Regions from separate parts of the Mus musculus genome. Here all the other regions are linked to region 4. A link is a contact called in public promoter capture Hi-C data. All regions are on one chromosome and are shown on one strand. The core of a region is the stretch at or near the end of the contact, and the rest is flanking DNA. Distances in the headings are between cores, read along the strand shown. Region 1 overlaps Gm32525 (a long non-coding RNA gene). Region 2 holds the start of Pgbd1 (piggyBac transposable element derived 1). Region 3 holds the start of Zkscan4 (zinc finger with KRAB and SCAN domains 4). Region 4 holds the start of Btn2a2 (butyrophilin, subfamily 2, member A2).

The links. Promoter capture Hi-C pulls out the DNA fragments that hold promoters and counts their contacts.
Region 1: a promoter capture Hi-C map of pre-B cells shows a contact between it and region 4, with 7 times the contacts expected there. The contact joins the enhancer-like site here to the promoter of Btn2a2 in region 4. A contact is called at or near these places in 7 of 39 promoter capture datasets (cranial neural crest, frontonasal cranial neural crest, hematopoietic stem and progenitor cells and 4 more), 1 of 115 datasets of contacts at active chromatin or transcription factors (embryonic stem cells) and 1 of 9 other capture datasets (adipose tissue).
Region 2: a contact with region 4 is called in a promoter capture Hi-C map of neutrophils, with 4 times the contacts expected there. The contact joins the promoter of Pgbd1 here to the promoter of Btn2a2 in region 4. A contact is called at or near these places in 9 of 39 promoter capture datasets (cranial neural crest, frontonasal cranial neural crest, hematopoietic stem and progenitor cells and 6 more) and 1 of 9 other capture datasets (liver).
Region 3: a promoter capture Hi-C map of neutrophils shows a contact between it and region 4, with 2.8 times the contacts expected there. The contact joins the promoter of Zkscan4 here to the promoter of Btn2a2 in region 4. A contact is called at or near these places in 6 of 39 promoter capture datasets (cranial neural crest, hippocampal neurons, liver and 3 more) and 1 of 9 other capture datasets (adipose tissue).

Annotation. Positions count from the first base shown.
Region 1 is chr13:21,235,548-21,238,760 of GRCm38.p6, reverse strand. All of the region lies in intron 1 of Gm32525 (a long non-coding RNA gene), which reads left to right. Among named protein-coding and RNA genes, the nearest start is that of n-TAagc17, 3.1 kb to the right of the region's middle. Within about 2 kb of position 1,435, at least 6 of the 459 cell types and tissues checked have an H3K27ac peak or open chromatin away from gene starts, as enhancers often do. A contact at or near this core is called in second pharyngeal arch cranial neural crest, where this site is marked.
Region 2 is chr13:21,439,321-21,442,682 of GRCm38.p6, reverse strand. It overlaps Pgbd1 (piggyBac transposable element derived 1), which reads left to right and starts at 1,630. Exons shown (of 5, transcript NM_001162920.1): 1 at 1,630-1,923. Zscan26 (zinc finger and SCAN domain containing 26) reads left to right here. Exons shown (of 6, transcript NM_001347491.1): 6 at 1-503. 4930470G03Rik (RIKEN cDNA 4930470G03 gene) reads right to left here and starts at 2,212. Exons shown (of 4, transcript NR_151504.1): 1 at 1,182-2,212; 2 at 902-1,047.
Region 3 is chr13:21,476,657-21,480,221 of GRCm38.p6, reverse strand. Zkscan4 (zinc finger with KRAB and SCAN domains 4) reads right to left here and starts at 1,373. Exons shown (of 3, transcript NM_001039115.2): 1 at 713-1,373. The coding sequence starts at 1,129. Gm40828 (a long non-coding RNA gene) reads left to right here and starts at 1,397. Exons shown (of 2, transcript XR_873159.3): 1 at 1,397-1,619; 2 at 1,999-2,605.
Region 4 is chr13:23,486,940-23,490,420 of GRCm38.p6, reverse strand. It overlaps Btn2a2 (butyrophilin, subfamily 2, member A2), which reads left to right and starts at 1,564. Exons shown (of 8, transcript NM_175938.3): 1 at 1,564-1,785; 2 at 2,459-2,588. The coding sequence starts at 2,504.

The sequences.
Region 1 (3,213 bases), core at 186-2,685, 2.3 Mb after region 4:
AAAGAGCTTCTTTCTAGCTGTATTTTTAGAGATCAGGGAAACAAGCTTGGGGAATGACCAGGGGCTTTACCTTCTAGGGAGAAATGCTCTAAGTCGGGGTCTCACAGAAGGAGCTCCTAACAACAGATAGGGATTTTCTCTTTGGACTTGCAGGAAAACAGAGAAGCAGCTGCAGCTGCAAGGCACAGGTTACACAGTATTCTAGGAAAGAGAACCAAGGGGCCCTCTTGGGTTTGGAGGCACTCAAGAGAAAGGCAGACTAGCTCAGTAGAATGACACATAGAGACTTCTAAAGAGCTAGTAGTTTAGTTGTAGGATCGGGCTTGTAAATAGATACTTTGTATATAGTTAAGAAAATAAAGTTATCTCGGTGAGCTAGCAGGGTTTTACCTCAATTTACATCTCTGGTGTCGTGTCCTTATTGGTATAAATATTAATTTACACCCAAGTTCTCACATGGCTAGGCAAATGTTCTGACTCTAGGCCTTATCCCCCAACTCGTGTTTACCTTCCAGGGACATGGCAGAAAGAAATGAAGGAGCTGAGCTTGGAAGGCGGATACAGTCCCTGCTTCTAATCGAAAACAAAACAAAACCCCAAGAGCAGCAGATCCCCGTGGCTATTTTTCTGTTGTTATTGTTGTCGGCCAGTCCCCTTGCGTTTGTACTGGCTGTGTTGACAGTCACTCAAGCTGGTGCCAGACTCTGGGTTGAAACAGGAATGGTTGTTTACAGGAGCACATCACCAGACGCACAGTTTCACCCCAAGATGTCAAGAAGCTCCTCCTTACAACGGAGTCACAGTTCATCTTTCTTGCTGGGTGGGGTGGGGTGGGGTGGCTGAGACCTTGAGAACACACATAAGGAAGCATTTTCTTGTTTGATTCAGAAACCCCTGGTTTCCACAGCTCCTAGGGGATTTCCCAGTATCCTCTGGATGGAATCACTGGATTTTACTGCTGTGAAATATAACTCGGTAAGGGGATGCCTGGTGGGTCCATGCTAATGTGTGCCTCTGAGAAATTATGCCATGCAACAGGTCTGATATAAAGAGGGAAGGGAGGAGAATGAGATCCTGGGGAAAGGGCAGTGGCAGACAAGTGGACAGGTAGACAGGCAGATAGACCAGACCGGAGCAGAGCTATGAGGGCAGGGCGGGGTGGGGAAGGGGGTGTGCAGAGAAGGACAGAAAGGCTTCAGCCACAGAGCAGATGAACTTGCCAGCAAGTGTGAAGACAAACAAACAAAAAGCAAAAGCTCTCATCTTTCCTGTCCTTTTCTGTGAGGTGTCACCAGGAGAAGCTCAGATTTAGAGTGTATTTTCCTATCTCAAATAATCTCATCAAGAAAGTCTCCCCCGGATGTGCTCAGACGGTTGGCATTTAGTTGATTCCAGATGTGGTCACGTTAGCTACAATCCCTCCGGCTGGGAAACTAAGAGACTGTGTGTGTGTACATCATCTACTCTGACATCCGCCTAAGAGGTTCTGTGGCTCAGAGTCTGCCGCAGTTTTGTTGCTGTGATAAAACTATGACCAAAAGCAATTTAGGGAAACAGGGTTTAAGACATATTAGAAGTTAGACTCCATCATAACAGAAAGCAAGGGCAGGAACTCAAGCAGAAGCTATGTAGAAACCAGTTACTGGCTTACTCCACTTACTGTTTTGTTTTGCTTTGGTTTGGTTTGGTTTTTTTAGAGACAGGATTTCTCTGTGTAGTCCTGGCTGGCCTGGAATCCCTCTATAGACAGACCAGACTGGCCTTAAACTCAGAGTTCACTTGGCTCTGCTTCCCTAGTGCTGGGATTAAAGTCATGTGCCATCACTGCCCAGCTTCAGCTTATTTTATTATATAACCCAGGACCTTTTGCCCAGGGCTGGCACTGCAGACAATGGACTGGGCCCTCCCACATCAATCATTAATCAAGAAAGTGCCCCCAGCGACTTGCCTACAGCCAGTCTGATAGAGGCAATTCCTCAACTGAGAGTTCCTGCTTCCCAAGTCGCTTTTCTGTCAACTTAAAAAAACCTAACCACTACAAGGTCCAAATTGTGTAGGTTTAAAATAAACATTTTGTATCATGTGTTTGTGTACAGGAAATGAAAACCAGTCAGGGAACTGAGTGTTTCTGTGTGGGACATTCAGGAGCCTGCACTCAGGCCCTGGGCATCGCCCAACCCATCTCAAAGGTAGTATTCAAGGTCCTTCCAGAACCATCTTGTTGTAGTCTTTGGGCCCCCATTCCTGGCTTAATTTCTTCTTATCACTGGGTGTAAGGAGGCACTTGTGACTTCAGATCATGGAACCAGGCACCGTGGGAGACTTTAGTCAGTAGAGCTTGAATTGGGATGGGTAATATTGGAAATGCCTTTGAAAAAGAATACAGCACAGCATTTTGAATGTTAGGATAGCCTTAAGGACATTTACATCCACACAACTTCCACCCCTCACAGGGAAGCAGTAGGCCTCACACAGCCATAACCCTTTCCTTTCAAGACTGTCTAAGGCTTGAGCTAGAGTGGGGCTTAGTGGTACCTAGAGGGTCTGAGTACCACAAACAAACTGTTAACTGAAATTACAAAAACTTCTCAACCTCTCATTTCTCCTGGAAAAAGCAAAACAAAAAAGATGAGGCTGTTGAAGGATAGTCTTAAAATAAACAGAACTGGGTAACTGTGTCTCATTGGGATCAAAATTCAGTTGGGCACAATGGTATGTATTATCCTCAGGCAGACCTGTGGGCCCTATTTTTAAATCTATTTTATTGGGTTCTTATACCTACCACCCTTCCATGCCTTATTCTACCCTAATTCCTTCCAACCTCCCAACACTAGGTAGAAGAGGAAAGTTAGAGGAAAAAGTGGGTGTAGACCTCTTTAGACTACTTCCTGCTAATTAGAGTCATTGGAGTTCCTTGAGGCAAGTCCAATCTTCATGTCAGGATATCTCCAACTTCTTGTCTCTTTGTTCACAACCATTTGGCAGACTACAACAAGAGGAGGAGGAGCAGCCTTCTTGAATCGCCAAGGTCCCTCTCTGGCATTTATCCCCTCTCCACAGTCCCCAGAATTCCAAATGTAAACTGTTTCCACCTAGCAACAATTATGCCCCTACTAGAGCATGAGACAGATCATAATCACCTGCTTTGAAGCAGCCTCTTATCCCACACCTGGGATTAAAACAAAAACCCATTGACATAACATAACTGGATTT
Region 2 (3,362 bases), core at 381-2,880, 2.0 Mb after region 4:
TCCTTCATGTTTAACTCCGATCCACACCAAACGTGCATGTAACAGGCATTGTAACCCTTGTAATTCCTAAGCCTCAGAAGAAACACAGTCTTAGAACATGCTTTACATCTCTACTGTGGAACATCCTTTTATGCATCACTGTTTGTGTGAAAGTGATGTTCCTTTTCTGGCCTTTCTCTTAGCTTCTCCTTTTACTTCCAAACAGCATGGCCCTTAAAAATTAGAGAACTATCAAAATTTTAAATGCACATTATTCTTCGTCAGTTTGTGTGTGTAATATTTACTCAACAAATATATTTAAAGCAACATAAAAACATAATTATTGATAGTGTAAAGAGAATACTTTTCTATGGAAATAATGATATTGACAGTATTGTAAACAGTCTGTAAAGTGTTAATAAAGTTTCAAAGTAATTTTTGAATAAAATTAAAGCTATAAAAAGAAAGTAAAGATTTTTAAATGGTGTTTCCTACAGCATTACTTAATAAAGAATATAACTAAACCTGCATTATTGAGGATAGTTAAGTAAATTATTGTACCCTATACAACGGAATATTGTTGGGATGTTTATGCTTATGGGTCTGGGAGAGGCTCGGTTGGTAAAATGCCTATGACAGTGGTAGGGATGGTAGTATAGAGCTATAATCCCCCTGGGGGTGGGGGATCCCCAGAGCTTGCTGGCAGCCAATGTAGCTGCATCAGTGAGCCCCAAGATTCAGTAAGAGACCTTGTCTAAAAAATAAAGTTGAAGAGTTATAGAGAAAAGCCTCAGGAATCGACCTCTGGCCTCCATACCCACATGCACATGTGGATGTTCATAAACACTCAAAACAACAATATTTTTCAGCTGCTATAGAAAAAGGATTGCTGTCTTAGCCAAATAATAAAGTGCAAACTTACATTTTGATTTCCGTAAGTGCTTCAAAAGCTATTATTCTCGATGAACAAAACGTTCCCAAATGTCCTGAGAATTTATAAGACATCTCTAGGAAGGTTGTGGTGGTAGATCCGCCAGTAAGTGCTTGCCAACACACCTGAGTTCAATCCTTGAGACCCACAAAGCAAGAGAGCTCCAAGTTGTCATATGATCTCCCAGTCGAATACACAGGAAGTAAATATGGTTAACTTTTGAATTCAAGCTACCTGGGATTTTGCACGCATATAAAATCTGTATACTCACCTTAGGGCTTTGTTGGGTATTTACCCAACTGACTGTCCGCACAAGACCCTGTAAAGGCCAACTCAGCTTTGTCTTTATGGAAGACAGTCTAGGAAAATTTTTCTTTTGTGGTGCTGGGGACCGAACCCAGTAAGTATGTCAAGCAAGAGCGCTCCCTCAGGTACATCCTACAGGGTTTTTTGGTTTTTTTTTTTTTTTTTTTTGTTGTTGTTGTTGTTGAAATGATTTACGGAAATGAGCGCGTGTTTGGTTTCTTCGAAACTACCAGGAGAGGTGCGGGTCAGGAAAACCACGACCTGGCTCCACCGGTGCACCAGAGATTGTCACCAGGCTTCTAAGGAGCACAACGCTTGCCGGAAGTTGCCAGTGAGTCTCCAGCTCCAACTACAGGAAGTGCCCCCTCGGTGCCCAGCTCCGTCTGCAGGAAGTGCCCCCTGTCCTTCATCCCTTTGGACTCCTTCCCGCCGACCTTCATCGTCGCGGGCTCGGAGACTAACAGCAAGAACCGCCAGGCTGTGGCGCTCTGGCCTCTTGGCTCTGGTCGCAGGCTTTTTTCATGAGCTTCGGCACATCCTCACGTCCTCGTAGCACACGTTCCCTAAACTTTTAAGCAGCAAATAGACACCCTTAGCTGCTGGGCGCTGGCGTATATAATTTTAGCGTAGATCTGGGCAGGTTAGAGCCCTGGCGAAGGCACTACAGGTACATCTATTACGTTCGTCCGGTCTTTGTTGGGTATCAGGTACGTGCTGCGATTCTAGTTTATGTAGAGGTCTGCCAGGAGCAGGGGTGGCTGTGCAGTGATCTGCAATAGAAGCTGGAGAACGGAGTACGTGCACCCAGAGGTGCACACCCGGTTGCCACCTGTGTGGCTCAGTTTTCCCATTCCTATTTTAGGTTCGAGGGTAGCCACGATAGATTATGCAGGTACAGAGCAGGTCTTGTGTCAGTAGGAATTTACATTGGAAGGATAGACCAATACAGAGCAGGAAAAAAAACTGTCACCCTGAATTCGAGGAACTGGGAAGTCCATGGTTTTTTTAGTAGGTAGGAACTAACTTCTTTTATTCTAGGATTAACTTTACTCATGGAAAATAATTAGGTGCTTAATATACTTGGTGGTAAACTAAACGGGAGACGCAGGTAAGATTGGATTCTGGGAGTTTGAAGTTAGCCCAAGGAGAAGTTTCTGATGGTTGCCATGGTTTTGTACGTGCGTGTGCGTGTGCGTGTGCGTGTGTGTGTGTGTGTGTAATGGCAGTCTGACCTCAAAGGACGCTAGAAGTTTGTCCTCACCAGCAAGCAAGCAAAGTTTCCTCTCTGAACACCGTTTGCAGCTCTCTAATTCGGTGCAGATGGATGGTTCCTATATGCTGTGTATACAAGACACAAGACTGGTTCCCACTTTCAACATCAGTTCTAAGTTCCACTTTATTTTACCTATGCTTCTGACCCACTGGCTGGAAATCAGGGTTTTTACTAACTGCTCCCAGAGCTCAGATCCCACAGAACTCAGGAAACATGCTTACTGACGTGTTACAAAGCGTATTGCAAAGGATTCAGGTGAAGCAGGGATAGATATCCCTGTGTTTACGAATAAGGGGTGTGGTACTTCTATGCCCTCTGTGGAGGCATCAGTCTCCAACTGTTTGGAAGCTCCACATCCTGCCTTTTGAATTTTGATGGAGACATTATTATATAGACCTAGTTAATTGAATAACTGTTCGGTGGTCATCCATTTAACTTACAGCTTATCCCATCCAAAGGAGTTTTATTTTGTTTTGTTTTGTTTGTTTTTAAAGCAACATGGCTCTAAGAACACCCACACTATTATGTAACCACCACAATGAATTGAGATCTGCAAGCTAACTCAGGGGTTATTCCTGGATAGTAAACATTTCTAGATGCTATAGAAGAGCTACTGTATTCCTGGATTAATTTAGAAAACCACAAATGACAGCATTTTAGCATTGCTGTTCTTCACTTAAAATATTTTATACATCTTTCACATTAGTACATGTGCTGTTCCTTTTCATTTGTATTTAATAAATACATGTTCTGCCAGTGTATAATTCTTATATACTTTCATAGCTGGCCTCTTACTAATGAACTTCCAGCACTGTAAAATTATCCTTTATTTACCTGATTTAATTGTCTCCAAGGCTTATTACCTCAATCTGC
Region 3 (3,565 bases), core at 124-2,623, 2.0 Mb after region 4:
GGGGATATGTGGTGGCTGGAGGAAATTGAAGCCGAGTTGTTGGTGAATATGATGGAGACGGAGTGTTGATGTGTATGAAATTTCGAAAAAGGTTTTGTTTTGTTTTGTTTTGCTTTAGGTCAGAAGATAGAGGTAAAAAACACCCTGTTTTCTACCAAACTCTTAAACAAGGTATACAAGAATTTGGCTAGAAAAAAACTCTTAGATTCTAGGCTCTAAGAAAACTGTGGAATTCCTCTCCACTGTCAAAGGAAGAACTACATTTGTGTGTGTGTGTGTGTGTGTGTGTGTGTGTGTGTGTGTGTGTGTGTGTGTGTGTGAGAGGCATAAGCATCATATGACTGCCAGCAAGCCACGGCAGATGTTGTTTCACGTGACAAGCCAATAAAACACCTACAAAGTCATTTGTGCCTATTCCACTGCTCAAACCTGTCCTCGTGTCTTACTCACCACACAACAAGAAGTACATATGTAACCTTTCAGCACTCTGCTCGGCACATTCTACCCCAGCCTCACTAGGAACGAGTTCTTCCACAATCCTTTTATTTTCCTTTATGCGATTAACTATCCTGAGGGGCCCAGGTCAGTTCGCTGGTTGCCTCAGGTTTCCAGCATAGACAGACTTTGCGGGCTCTAAGCAATGCCTTCCTTGGATCTTGCTTGGTTTCTGAAAGGCACAGGACATGGGTCTAACTAAACCTGTTCCTTCTACCTGTGGAGGTGTGTCATCCAGCTGCCTGTCCAAGTACTCCAGCAGCGCCACCACCTCCTCCCCGCTGTCGGGGTGCTGCTCGCGCACCCAGGTCTGCAGCTCCCCTGGCAGGATGGTCAGGAACTGCTCCAGCACCAGCAGCTCCAGGATCTGCTCCTTGCTGTGCATGTCTGGCCGCAGCCACTGTCTGCAGAGCTCGCGGAGCCGGCTCAGCGCCTGCCGGGGTCCGGCTGCCTCTGGGTAGCGGAAAGCACGGAAGCGCTGGCGGGAGCGGTCAGGCCCAGGACTGCCCAGCCAACTGGTCTCCTCTGCCAAGGGGGAGGCCTCTTCCTGTTCCACTTTCACCACTAGAAGCCCAGTGCCCTCTTCTGCAGACCGAGCGTTTAGGGCTGCGGACGTTCCGGGTTCTCTAGCCATTCTGTGCCAACTCCAGGCTCCTCTAGCTACAAGCTGTATCTGCAGAAGATTCTCGCAAGATGGGAATTCAGACTAGATCTATCTCCTCCCTCCCCTCGTGCTCTGGGTCACCAAAGGCACAGCTGCAGAGGTGTCACCTACAATCCTAGTCTTCTGCACTCCACCCTAAACCCACAATATTCTCAAGGGATGCTCGGGGCAAATAAACTACATCCAGACTCTGGTGGAAGCATTGTGGGAACCCAAGCCACTTCCGGCGCCCTCTAGGATGCGCTTCTCTGTGGTTCTTTCCAAATTAACCCATTATTGTTGGGGAAAGGATTGTAGACTATGGGTAACACAGGAGTATATGTTTAAGCAGAGGAAGTAAGTTATCCGGGACCCTTGGTTCTTTCTGATCTAAAGCTTGCCTTCATAATTGTTACAGTGCTGACTCGAAAATTCAGCTGGCAAGTAGACTTTGCAGAATGGGGAATGCAGGTGGGAAAAGGTAAGAAATTTGGTATGTCTTAGAAACCGTGAAAGAAGCAGGACACTCACTTGTCTGAAGGGGCCTGTCTGTCCCTGGTCCTGTCCTCTTCCTGCTGCTCCCTTTCCTCCCACTCCAGGCCAAACTACTTGAGAGAAGAATCCTCCAGACACGGACTCAAGATCCTACTTCCCACCACTTCTTAAGACACTATAGGCAGTAAAGAGCCAGTATAGTCTACTATGGCACCTATCCAAATAACTAGAGATTTCCAGCTCTTCAGCAAAAAAGTTTGTGCATTACAAGCATCCAAACTCCCTCTATGCACTTCCAGAAACTTTCTAGTCCCCAACCCCATGGACATCCCATTCCAACTTCATTTCTTCCTGTTTCTCTACAGCCTGGCTGACACACTAACACAAAGGTTAGATGCAAGCACTCCCAAACCTGAGAAAGGTGAACTGTCATCAACTAAAAGAAACTCAATAGACCGATCTGCCAGGTGCCGTGACAAACTTTACTTCGGCCATGACTAGAACCAAACAACTGTTGTGATGGGTGAGGTGGTGCAAGCTTCCTCCATCTGATATTCTTGCTGAGGCTGTTTCGAGGTTTAACTGGAATCTGATCTTCCTGTAGAATCCCATGGAAAACTACCCAGTGCTATTCTAGGAACGGATGATCAGAATGCCCTAGCTAAATTACCTAAGCTTTGTTGAAATTGCTTATTTGTTCAGGAAACCCCTCCAGCTAAGCCTTTATCTTAGCTGCCTATTTGTGTGGAATCTCTTTGCGGCTGTCTAACTGCTTGTCTTAAATTCTTTTAAAACTGCTTGCTTTGAACTGCTTGTCCTGTGGTCTCCACTACAGCTACCGAGGGAGATGCCTTGATGAAGTCTCTGCACTCAAAAATCCCATGCTCTGGACACTGGGGGCCACATCCAGATGCACCCCCAAAACTTGGATGTGGTCCCAGCTGGCTGGAATAAAGACTTTGATTGTATATACACTGTGTCTCAGTTATCATCTCTGGTAAGCTTCCCATAACACTGTAAAAAGATACAGCTAAGACATTGGGGAAAACTAGAACTCAGGAATACTAAGCAATTATTGGAAACTTAACTGTTAGAATGGTACTATGGTTTTTATAAGATTTATTTTTATTTATGTGTTTGTGTGAATACCATATGTGTGCTAGTGCTTGCAGAAACCAGACAAGGACGTCAGGTCCCCTGGACCTGGGGCTGCAGGCAGTTGTGACTTGAACTCGGCTCCTGTCATAGTTAGGGTTTCTATTGCTGTGCTAAACACCATGACCAAAAGCAACTTGGGAAGGAACGAAGTGATTTGGCTTACAAGTTCCAATCACAGACCATTATGAAGTCAGGGCAGGAAGTGAAGCAGAATCCTTAGAGGAATGATGCTTGCTGGCTTGCTCCCTGGTTTATTTGAATTGCTCTCATGTATTTCCCAGGACTGCCTGTCCAGAGATGGCACCATGCACAGTGAGGGTTTCTTTCAACATCAATCATCAGTCAAGAAAATTCCACAGACTTGTCTATAGGCTGATCGGATAAGGTCATATTTTCAGCTGAGCTTCACTCTTCTTAGACAACTCTAGTTTTGTCAAGTCTAAAAACAAAAACAAAAACAAAAACAACTAACCAACACGGGTCCTTCAAAAGAACGGCAAATGCTCTTAACTACTAAGACATCTTTCCTGTCTCTCTGTCAGTTTTTGTAGTTATTCATTAGAACTTTATATGGAAATACTTGTACAGATGGATGAGCCAATAGAATGTCTAAGATTTGCTAAAGCAAACTTAAGGGGAAAAAAAGAAGGTACCATAAAATAACACAAACGTGATATTTGTTGAAGCTGGGTGAGCGGCATATGGAGATCCATTGTAATGTTCTTTGTACAGTTATCAAAAATTTTTTAAAAATTAAAAAAAAACACTTCCATG
Region 4 (3,481 bases), core at 315-2,814:
GTCCAGATGATAGCCAGGCATTCTTGGATTAGCTCTTTTGGGACAGGGTCTTACTAGCCATGGCTGATGTCAAACTCACAGGCCTGTCTCTACCTCTGCATGCTGGAATTAAAGGCATGGAATTAAAGTCACGCCTAGCTTGATTAACTCTTAAGGGAGTAGACAGTGCTAAGACTTTGTTCTTTAGTTTTAAAAAGTCTCCCATGGGCTGGAGCTATACTCAGTGGTTAAAACTACTTAGTGCTTTTCCAGAGGCCCGGGGGTTTTACTCCCAGCACCCACAGCATTGAGTGCAACTGAGTTGCAGGGGATTTCATGTCCTTTTCTGCCCCCCCCCCCCCCCCGCCAAGACAACCTCACACATGTGGCACATACTCACACATATAAAATACATAAAATAAGATCATTTAAAAAGAAAGCCTCTGCTCAAACATACATGATCCTTCTAGAAGTTCAAAATGTCAGGTTCAACAAGGGCCAGAGACACCATTCAAATGCCCTTTTTAAAAAACAGTCATCAAAGTCCTGTTTTAATTCCTGTTTTTAAGAGCTGTTGTTTATGAGACAGGGAGATTCAGTGACCTCTAAGCTTGCTGTGACCACACTAGATACCTTACAACCATTTAGGAAATAGGCATCAACTTGATCTGGCTGCTTCTAACTGAAAAGAGTTTTGCCTCTTGATGACTCTTAGGTCTCTGAAGACAATCAAAAGAATCCTCATAGATCGTGACAGACTGCTGAAAAACCAGCCAAGGGTAGTCTACTCCAAGGGAGAAGAAACAGAATTGAGACAGCAGACCAATACATGGTCTGAAGGGAGTGAGGTCGTTACTGAGATCATAGCAAGTGTAACCCATTTCTACTGCTCAGTCTGAGTCTTGCTCTCCACCAACACCTTTTCCTTTTTCGGATTTTGAGATAGAGTTTCTCTGTGTAGCCCTGGCAGTCCTGGAACTCACTCTGTAGACCAGGCTGGCCTTGAACTGGCCTCTGGAAAAGCACTAAGTAGTTTTAACCACTGAGTATAGCTCCAGCCCATGGGAGACTTTTTAAAACTAAAGAACAAAGTCTTAGCACTGTCTACTCCCTTAAGAGTTAATCAAGCTAGGCGTGACTTTAATTCCATGCCTTTAATTCCAGCATGCAGAGGTAGAGACAGGCCTGTGAGTTTGACATCAGCCATGGCTAGTAAGACCCTGTCCCAAAAGAGTTAATCCAAGAGTTTGAGTGCTGGGATTAAAGGTGTGAGTCAGCACACCCGGATTGCATCTGGCTCCCTTACTCCCTTCTTCACACACACTTCAACACACAGGGATGAGGCCTCTGGACACCAAGCCCAACTCTAGGACCTCTCAAGTGGGAAGAAGAAGGGAAGAAAGGAGCGCATGAAAGGGAAGCAATAAGAGGGAAGGGAAGAAAGGGGCACAAGGGAAAGGAAGACAGGAGGGAGAAAGGATTGTTTCTGTGTATGCTACCTAGTAACAAGTGACTGCTAGACATAGGAATACTATTGGCTGATGACTTAAGGCAGGCCAATCCCGGGCTCTGAACTGCTTAGTGGAAATTGTGAGACTTGCACGCGGAATGGGTCCTCCGAGGTCTGCTGTCGCGAGTCCCAGCACTTTGCAAGTAATGGAGAACAGAAAATTCTTTCCTCTCTACTGTAGCAGTTTGTTCTCTGGTGGCGACTGTGCTCAGCGACAAGTTGGAGAGTAGAGAAAAGGCAAGATAATCAGCATTTGAGGGTCAGAGAAGAAAAGAAAACGCAGTTAATTCTAGAAGGTAGGGGAGGGGATGGGGAGCGCTCTGAGTCCTAGCAGGGGCTGTAGGAATAGGGGGTGGGGGTAGGGTGTCACAACACAGGCTGCTGGGAGGGAAAAGCCAGATCTTTGACTCTGGAAAGAATACCTGGGGGGGGGGGGGTAGTCTCACCTACCTAGTTTTACCTGAGGTTCACCAGGAGGAGGGAGTACAGGGAAGGCGAGGGGGGAGGGGAGGAGGAAGGAAAGAAGGCTTGGGACGAGGGAAGGAGGAAAGAGGAGGAAGAACTGGGTAGAGAAGTAGGAGAAAGACCCGGAGGTTGAGGAAGAGGGAAGGGGCTGGAGAGAGAGAACAAGGGAAGGAGGAGGAAGAGGAGGGAGTGGGGGAGGAGGAGGAGGAGGAAAGCCCAAGAAGAAAGAAAGAGGAGGAGGGAGGGGGAGGAATATCAAATGACAGCTGAAGAAACTGGACTCTGGAAAGACAACTGAGCCTAAGACAACAGAAAACTGCCTGCCTGGTGCTTATGTTGTTTGTTTAATAGAATGTTTGGTGAATCCAACTATTAAGGTATAACCAGTTCCATAGGGCAAGAGTCCATCTAAGGCAGAAGTCTGAGTGCTCATGAGACCAGCATAGGGACAAAAAGGTGTCATGTACATGAGAACCGTGGGTGATTTATCCTCTGTACTTCTAGGTTTTCTGTCCACACGTGACCTAGGTGACTCTGTCCTGAAGACCTATGGAGCCTACAACTTCCCTGCGTTCTTGCCCGATAGCCTCCCTTCTCTTCTTCTTGGTCCTCAGCCTGTTTGTGCTGGTCTCAGGTACAGTTGTAGGCTTCTTGCTCCTCTCAGTTTTTCAGAAAGCAATGGCCACAGTTCTCCTGATAGACAGAGACAGGAATAGGGACTGCAGCTGTGTTGGCTCATCTTTCTGAATGAGGACACTGGATTTATCCCAATTTTGTCCTACAGAAATATAGCTAGAGCATCAAAGGAGATCTGTAAATGTCCAAGTGGCAACATTCAAAGGAGTTAAAAATAGATGACGTAGATTTGAATGATATATTTTGTTTAACACCACATAATCAAATATTAATATAAATGCCTTGCCAGGTGTGGAGGTACACACCTATAAACTTAAGAGGCTGAGACAAGACTGCCAGGAATTCAAGGTCTGCCAGGGGTACATAATAAGATGCTATCTCAGGAAACAAAACAAGGGGGCTAGGAATGTGGCTCACTCGGTAGAGTGCTTGCCTAGCATGCACAGGCTGTGGTTGGAATCCTGGGTCTGTGCCACACTCAGGCATTGTACTGAAGAACAAGTCTCTCTGAGCATTGGATCTATACTTTATGCTCAGGGTGACTATTTTGTTTTTGTTCATGGCTGGGCTTGAACTTGCTATAAAGCTGAAGATAACTTTGAAGAGCTGATCTTCCAGCCTCCATCTCCTCAGTGTCGGGATCGTGGGTGTGCACCACACGCATGGGTAGTGTTTTGTTCCTGAAATATTTGGGGGATTGTTCCCAGAAATGCTGCCCACCAACCACAGCTACCAGCCTACTAGGAAGCCCCTGTGGCCTTTCATTTCTGTTGCTGTGATAAATACGCTCTCAAAAAGCAACGTAGGAAAGGGAAGTGTTTAATTAGGTACAAATGCAAGCCACAGTCCATCACTGCGGGAAGTCAAGATAGGAATTTGAAGGCAGGACTG